Regions from separate parts of the Zea mays genome. Here all the other regions are linked to region 2. Evidence: chromatin contacts called from public Hi-C data. All regions are on one chromosome and are shown on one strand. Each heading gives the region's core, a stretch centred on a gene start, on an enhancer-like site or on the middle of the called end of the contact. The rest is flanking DNA. Distances are from core to core; before and after follow the strand shown. Region 1 has its middle 150 kb from the start of LOC100285091. Region 2 holds the start of LOC100191719 (putative RING/U-box superfamily protein). Region 3 holds the start of LOC100282295.

The links. A called contact is a pair of places that touch in the nucleus more often than the background predicts.
Region 1: a contact with region 2 is called in a Hi-C map of ear, with 5 times the contacts expected there. The contact joins the enhancer-like site here to the promoter of LOC100191719 in region 2. A contact is called at or near these places in 2 of 25 Hi-C or Micro-C datasets (ear and tassel).
Region 3: a Hi-C map of ear shows a contact between it and region 2, with 7 times the contacts expected there. The contact joins the promoter of LOC100282295 here to the promoter of LOC100191719 in region 2. A contact is called at or near these places in 2 of 25 Hi-C or Micro-C datasets (bundle sheath and ear).

Annotation. Positions count from the first base shown.
Region 1 is chr8:36,105,928-36,108,784 of Zm-B73-REFERENCE-NAM-5.0, reverse strand. No RefSeq gene overlaps it. Among protein-coding and RNA genes, the nearest start is that of LOC100285091, 150 kb to the right of the region's middle. Within about 2 kb of position 1,269, at least 2 of the 20 cell types and tissues checked have an H3K27ac peak or open chromatin away from gene starts, as enhancers often do. A contact at or near this core is called in ear, where this site is marked.
Region 2 is chr8:36,787,513-36,790,212 of Zm-B73-REFERENCE-NAM-5.0, reverse strand. LOC100191719 (putative RING/U-box superfamily protein) reads right to left here and starts at 1,328. Exons shown (of 1, transcript NM_001137148.1): 1 at 1-1,328. The coding sequence starts at 962.
Region 3 is chr8:37,488,447-37,491,272 of Zm-B73-REFERENCE-NAM-5.0, reverse strand. It overlaps LOC100282295, which reads right to left and starts at 1,481. Exons shown (of 3, transcript NM_001368947.1): 1 at 1,182-1,481; 2 at 965-1,079. The coding sequence starts at 1,422. LOC111590055 (small nucleolar RNA snoR128) reads right to left here and starts at 251; the gene lies at 152-251. It also overlaps a transcript of LOC100194015 not described here.

The DNA.
Region 1 (2,857 bases), core at 20-2,519, 680 kb after region 2:
AACATCAAGAGGTTTGCAACAACTTTCAGGTTGGATCAGTATTTTACGCTCATAACTTCACGTTTTTACGCTTAAAATTGAAGGTTTTACGCTCGAAGATGGAGATGCGTCCAACAGTGAACCATATGCCAGATTTTTACGTAGTGTACCACATTGCTTAAATATCTACACCGTGTAGCATAAATAGTATTAATATATATATAATAAACTGGTTCTAACGAACCTAATTGCATGCTTGTTTAAGCGATCCTATATTTATGAAGAAAATAAAGCATTTAAATAAGATCCTTTTTCCATGCATGACAATCTATTTTCTTTCATCGCACAATTCGGCCATCCTAAATTTATGTGCATGCAGCAGGAAAGAAATTTTTACCCAGTGTACCGAATTGCATATATACATACACCATGTAGCATAATTAGTATAAGTATATGTCATAAACTAGTTCTAATGAGCTTAGCTGCATAGCTGTAGAAGCGATCATATATTTATGGAGCCATCCAATTTTTGCGCGAATGCAGTGGAAACGAAAATGTCATCCAAAATTTGCGCACATGCAATGGAAACTCCCACAAGCTCCCATAATTATCGGATCTACCATAAAAATAGGATTTGCATGTATGCATCTGCGCGCGTGGACGTGGTTCAGTGGCTGGGCGGGGATTTATGCTATCTCTATGAAATATTTACGATATTTTTGTGAACTATTTACACTATTTGGGCAAAAAACATAACACAATTTTTGTCGTGCGTCCCACGCGGGGGTGGGTGTTGGACCGGAGGACATAATTCCTTATAAATCCCACGCATGCAGTCAGTTGCAACCTACGTAAAAAACACCCACTAATTGCGTGCATGCACGTCCAGATCGTGCGCGTGGGTGACGTCGAGACCACACCTATCATGGACGTGGGGGCACGGGCGGTCGGGCTAGCATAAGGAGGGTGGCATGGGCGGTCGGCCTGGTACGGGAGACTGGCTGACCCGGGCTTCTTGATACCTATTGGAAGCCTAGGGCTCCCAATATCCCCTCTCTCTATATAAAGTTTCTATTTAGATGTGGTGAGTGCAATATTACTGAATGACTATTACTGATGATCCATATCATCTACTTAGTAACTATTACCATGTTATTTCTGACTATTACTGAGTGACTATTACCTCTGTTGTTGTCTGACACCCATTTGTTTCTTGCTCCTTTGTATCTGTTACGTGCCCTAAGTCTGCTGGTGATTGAGCAACATCTGTTTGTCCTACCTCTGCATGAGGTGTGTGTGCTCCAGCTGAGTAGGCATCTAGTGTGCCCACTTATGCTGGTGCCTTCTCTACTTGCACCAATCATTGTGCACTACCATCGGTCTCTCGATTCATGGCGGGTTCAGTCAACTCAACAAAAACATCTATGGTACCCTGATCCATGGGAGGTCCCTCCTTTGTTGGTGCCTATACACTTTCATGTTGTTGGACATCAATGCCTCCTCCTGTCTGTACGACGTGTTCTGGTAGTGGCTCTGCTACAACAAATTCAATAGGTTCACCTGTGGTAGCCTGTTCCGTTTGAGCTTCCTCCTCTAGTGATGCAGGAGCACTGTCATATTGCTGGAGGTTTGTGCATCCTTCAGTGGTTCGCAACCTTCTGGGGGTGGCGACTGATCTACTTCTTGTGGAGGTGGCGTTTGTGCCTCCGACCTAGGTGAGTGGTATTTTTGGCTCGGTCTGTATCAGATAATCTAGACGGTTGCCTTCTATCTGTAGTCGTTGTTGGTCTCATGCCCCTATTTGTAGCAGCCTTTCGACAAATTTTACCACGAGTTCCTCTAATAAATCTGGTCAAAACACCACGCGCAACACATACAATAGCAGGTTGTGGTGCCCTAACATCAATAAGCCCAGGATCACGGCTGGTAGAGTATATTGTCTTCTCAACATCCCTAAACTATTAATTTGCACGAAATAAACAATATAAGAAAAGCTTGTATAAAAACACACTATGAAAAAAGCAATCGTGAAAAACTGAAAAAATACAATTACTGCCACTACTGACTATTACTCATACTATGAAACTTGATGCATAGCTGTTCAAAATACCACTACTAACTAATATTGAGAGTAGGTAGTGAGTATTACTGTCACTACTAAAATATTACTAAGACTAGGTAGTAAGTATTACTACACTGCTAACTATTATTGAGACTATAAAACTAGATATATAATTAGTCAGAGCACCACTACTAACTATTACTGAGAGTAGGTAGTGAGTATTACTGCCACTACTAACTATTACTGAGACTATAAAAACTTAATGCATAATTATTTGGAATAATATTAACTATTACTGAGAGTAAGTAGTGAGTATTACTACCACAGTAGAAATATTTTATAAGACTAGGTAGCAAGTGTTACTGTCATGGCTAACTATTACTGAGACTATAAAACTTGAAACACAATTATTCAGATCACTACTGCTAGCTATTACTGAGACTAGGTAGGGAGTATTACAGCCACTATTAACTATTATTAAAACTATAAAACTTGATACATAATTGTTCAGAATACCACCAAAAACTATTACTGAATCTAGGTAGTGAGTATCACTGCCACTACTAACTATTACTGAGACTATAAAAAATCAGACTACACTTACATGAAGGTTCCTGTAGGTTGATTTGCCGGCACTAATCGACTTTATGTCGAGATCTTCAATCCTTTTAATTAGACTCCTGGTTAACACGCTCCAGCGAGGTGTTCCATATGGTCGTGCAATACCGCATCCAGATTGTCGAGATAGTAAACCGGGATAAAATATTTTGAACACTCATGATCGCCATCGAAAAAACTTATTTGACACCATAAGAG
Region 2 (2,700 bases), core at 79-2,578:
CTAGGTGGGAAGTCAGGGTTGGTGGAATTCCCTTCTTCACCGCCTCTTCCATATATCGGAGTGACATTCAGTTCTAGCACCTCACCCTTGCATACAGGGCACTCAGAGTGGGGTGAATGTGCATGAAGCCACTGGTACAAGCATGGCCAACAGAAGAGGTGACCGCAGGGTGTAACCACAGGCTGTTTAGCTGGGTCAAGACAGATATTGCACTCAAAGCTGGAGTTGCAGTCACAGGACTCATCCTTCTTAGCAGAACCGTTTCCACACAAGTTGTTGTCATCTAGTTTTTGCCGCCTTGTTGCTTCTAAAGAGTTATGAGTGCGCTGGATTGCCCAGACAAGCCTATCCGCATCTGTACTAGCTGCCCCTTGACTGCGGTTCACTGATGCTGGCCTCACAATTCTATGCTGCTGGCTAATCTGTATCACCCTCTGAAAGCGGAGTTCAGGAGTCCTGGCCTCAATTGCAGCAGCCCTTTGAATGGACTGCTGAAGTATACTTGTGTTCACCGTCTCCATTCCACCAGCAACAACCATCTGGCTAGGGCGCACAAACCTTACTAGAGGAAGATCATCATCCCCTTCCAATCCTGTGGCAGCTACCACAAGCTGCGACCTAGAGACATTGGCACCATCCACTGGCCCCGGCTCAGGAGCATCAGTGTCCTCTTCACCATCGGTCCTGTTGCCGTCGAGCCAGGAATAAACTATGGGATCAAGCATTGGGTGCTCCTCCGGGGTGGAAAGTGCATTCGACGGAGAATAGGCTGCCGCCCCCAGGGCCAACGATTCCTCAGGCTCACCAGTTATTGAGGATTCTGGCGCAGCACCGGTCAAGTTGGGCATCAACGTCGGGTCCAGCCAGACTGGAGGCCGCGGCAATGGAGGGAGGCCGAGATACAGGTTTAGATCCATGTGCCTCCTGGTTCCGCTGCCCTCCGCAGCCTCCTCGCCCGCCATGCTCGCGCAGCCGCAACACCCGCTTGCTCTCCGCCGATTAATCAGACGGAATACAATCTCCTACGCCTGCGCGTAGGGATCTGCGTCGGATCAAAAGGGTCAACAAAATCGAATCTTTAAGATGAACATGCATAGACATCAGGGAATTTCGCGGCGCAGGGCGCGACCCACCAGGATCTTGAAGGAGGACCGTTGTTTTCTCAGGCTCCTCAACCGCCGTCTACGCGTGGCGCTCGCCCCGAGGCCCGCCCGATCCTCTCCGCCTCACGGCCGGAGGGCGCGCTGGGCTGGGCGGCGGGCGTTGGGTCTACGACCGGCGCGGCGGCGCGGCTGGGGCCGGGCTGGAGGGAGGAGTGGGCGCTCCAGCCGGCCCTGCTAAAGAACGAGACGAGAGAGAGGGATGGACGTGAGAGAGAACTCGGGAGCAAAACGGGAACTCATGTCATTTTTATCCTTGAAGGGATGGTTTGTGTCTCGAGATTTAAAGGGATCCATTAGAAAAGAAATCTTTTAGGCCTTGTTCGTTTCTGTCGGATTGGTGGGTCGGAACGATTCCTGACCGGATTGCTTCTCTAATTTATATAAACTTTGATTAGCTGGAACGATTCCGGGTGCAATCCGACAGAAACGAACAAGACATTAGGTGATGTTCGTTTTCTCTTAATCCATTGGATTTAAGGGGATTGGATGAATTTCAATCCATAGTAAGTCAAAATCTCTACTAATTTTTTTAATCATATTCAATCCATGTGATATAGGAATAACCGAACAAACCCTTAGGGTTGATTTGATGCTAAGGGATCCCAAGGGGATCCATGGGGAGGAATCCCCTTGTTATTCAAAATTGAATTGCAAGGGGATTTTTCTCCCATGAATCCCCTTGGGATCCCTTACCACTAAGGGCTTGTTCGGTTATTTTCAATCCATATGGATTGGAGGGGATTGATATGGATTGGAGAAGATTTTGACTTACTAGGGATTAAAACCCCCTTAATCCCCCTCAATCCATATGGATTGGGGTAGAACCGAACAAGCCTTAAATCAGCCCTCAGAGATTTCCTCTCCAATTGATCTCTCCAAATCACTTGCTATCTCGTGCAAGGGGATCCAACGGGGGTGTGTAGTGATATAAACAGGGTTCTCGCACGAGATGGCAAAAGCTCTGTTAATCTAGCCTCTCAAGGGCACTGTGTGGAGGTATTTATAGGTATCTGAGTGCCCAGCGTCCTGTGTTAAGGACGTATGTGCCCTCAGACACCTAGGTTATCCCCGGAATATTCCCATAAAGCGGGGTTACAGACCGTAATTACAGAGATGCCTTTACAAATTAGACCCGTAATGCGCAGCGGCCATGCAGGGCCTGTTACAATGGGCCGGATCACACGTGGGCCTCCATGCTGGACGAGGTCGCAAGATGAGACGACCTTGTCACAGGTCTTCGTCCGGTGACGTATGGGACGAAGGGTGAGCCTGCCCGTTGTCTTGTCTCCGTTGGTCCAGCGATTACGGCGAAGGCATCGAGCGAAGGGTGGCGTCTTTGCCTTCGCCCCAACATTCGTGTACAGAGTATGCTATTGAGCAAAGCTTTGAGGATGCAACAGGATTTAGAAGACAAAAAGCACGAGGTTATAATTGAAAACTTAGAAAACAAAATAAAAGATCAAACAACTGCTTTTGAGAAAAAAAGTTCGAACTCCAAACAACTGAAGGTTTACTAGCAGAAGCCGAAGCTAAAATA
Region 3 (2,826 bases), core at 232-2,731, 700 kb before region 2:
TGGTCAATGCAAAGGGTCAGTTGTAGAGCAAAAACCAAGGTGCATCTCAAGCAGCTGTTAGAGATGAAAAATTGGCAAAAGTAACAGTTGTGCTACATCTCAATACAAATAGCATCCTAAATGAAGCGCAACAGGAATCAAAGTTGTGCAGTTGCTCAGGTAACCGCTCAGGAGGAAATAATGAAAGAATATTTCCCAGGTTCATACAGCAGTAATCTGCTCTCAGAAGGTATTACGTCTCATCATAGCAACAGCCTAAACCTCAGCAGGAGAACGCTTGATATTAAGATTAAGTTCAACTTCAATGTAAACTCCATGTAACTCTAGTAAAATAATAGACTGATCAACTGGACCAACATGAACAAAAACATTATGAATATCATCTGTACAAAGACAAGAAAAATAACAGCTGCAAGAATTCATACACACCGCAGCAGCAAACGGGGACTAAATGTGTTTTCAAATCACAAGTAGAAACAAATTCCAGCAGGGTAATGACAAGCTCACAACCCTTCAAGACTTGAGAGAAAATTAAGTGGCCTTGGATATAAAAAAAAAGGCTATGCACCAAATCCTTTTGATAACTAGTTACAATAGGTTTATAAAACCAGGACGTCCCATTACCACACTACCGCAAGAGACTTTCACAAATGGCTTAGATATCTTTCATCCTAGCTAACAGGATTTGCTAGTACCGCGAGCATGAGCCACTACTAGTACGGCACTAGAAAACCAGGCAAAAACAATTAGCATGTAGGAACCAAGTTCAGCGACTAGAACAGACCATACAAAAATTTCGCATCCAGGAACTAACTTCACAACCTAAGATAGATTTCACCTATCCGGAACAACCAATGAAGTCGGCAGCTACATGATTCCGGTATCAACCAATGACCACTCTGACGCATCTGCACAATCAACCGAACGGGACGACGGAAGAGGGACATCAAGTAAATCATCTTACCCCCTTGGTGGAGGTCTGCCGGTGGCGCTTGGGCTTCTTGATGCCGTTCTTGTGCGCCTTGTACGACTGGTTGTGCGCCGTGTGGTTCTTCGACTTGGCCATCTCTTCCGGATCCCTGCAAACAAAAGGCGACTCAGAGTAAGGGGGAGGTGGATTGACGGTGAAGACGAACAACACATCTAGTAGGAACAGATCGAGCGGAGTGCCGGAGAGTTACCGAAGCGAGGATCGCGAGCAACGAATTGTCCGGTGGCGCTTAGGGTTTTTGTGATTGGCGAGAAGAGCAGGATTATGTACGGGCGTATGCTAAATGACCTTGTTGACCTCGGTGCCTTCCCGCATTTCGATCGTGAGATGATGACGGGTTTGCACGAATCGCCAAGCTGAGGATTACAATTATGGGCCTTTAGAGTACGTAGATGGCCCAATGAACTCATGAAATAGGGTAGCTTTTTCATTTATATATTTAAAAATATTTGAAATTTCAGAATATTATCGGCATTCACGACTTGACAGAAATGAGTGTTTACCGTCCGGTGGAGGTTTCATCCCTGCCACTCGGTGGGTGCCAGGGTGTGGTAGCTCCCCTGTTGACAAGGTGGTGGGGCAACAGGTGCCTGTCAGTGGTGGCAGCGTGTCTTCCTCTGACCAGAGTTTCGTTGATCCATGACTTTGATCATGTTGTTTTTTCTTTATTTTCATATTCTTGCTTATTTTTGTGTTCAAGTTGTATAATGTCATTCCCAAACTTCACAAGTCTTAATGATATACATTTTTAGAGAGAGAATATGCTGCAACTTGACCCTTTTGAGACTAATAATTTGCTTGAGTTCATCATGTTTAGTCTCAAAGGTGAATTAGAAGGGAAAATATGAATTTGGACAAAGGAAGATGCTTCCACTCCATAAACGACATCAAGGTTCCTTGTTTCAGATTCCCTTGGGTTCTCATTGCTACTTGCTTTGATTTGCTTTTTTGTGAGGCAACGGGGTTAGACCTTAGTTTCTCTATTTGGTGCTTAATACCAAAGGGGGAGAAAAATTAGAGGCTAAAGCAACTAGATCAACCACCATTTGAGTTTTAAAAATATTTTTGAGATTTAAACTTGTCTTTTGATTCAAAACCCTCTTGATATCAAAGAGATGTCCTCTTATTGTGAAAATTATTCTCTTATGGGGGAGAAACTTGTTGTCGGATATCATAATTAGGGGTACCCAGATTATGTCCCTAAAGCATACCTCACACCTGAGTACCAGAGAATCATAAGCCTCGAGCCCGGCCTCGGCCAAAGATCTCAGGACCACAAAGCATGCACATTAAATGTGACTGATACAAATACCTGCTCCGCCAATGACGCTGCAATCAACGAAGGACGACGAAACTGCAGCCAAATCTACTTTCACCGCCCACGATGACGCACGTCGCGAATACCGCGCATTGTTCCCACGCTCCGGTCACTATTTTCAAAAACTCCGGATAAGACATACGACGACTAGAAACAGTCTCAACCTCGCTCGAAGTCGGCCTCGATAGGAAACTCCGCCTCGCCCAAGCTCAGTCTCGGCCAACTGTCCTGGCAGTGGCACATTAAATGCCACCAACTCCCCGCGAATCCCACATGAGGCCACTCCGACTATTGTTGTGACCACTCCCAGCATGGCTACGTGCCCATGTGCAGACCCGACCTCGGTCTCAGGAGAAGTCTCCATCTCGCCCGAGTATGCCCTCGGCCAGCAAGCATCAACAGAAGAACATACGACGCCGTCAATCCTCCCGCAAAAACCGCTGGCTACAGAAACCATAAGGATGGTGTCAAGTATGCTTTAAACCATTTCACATGACACACGAGCCGGATTACCAGG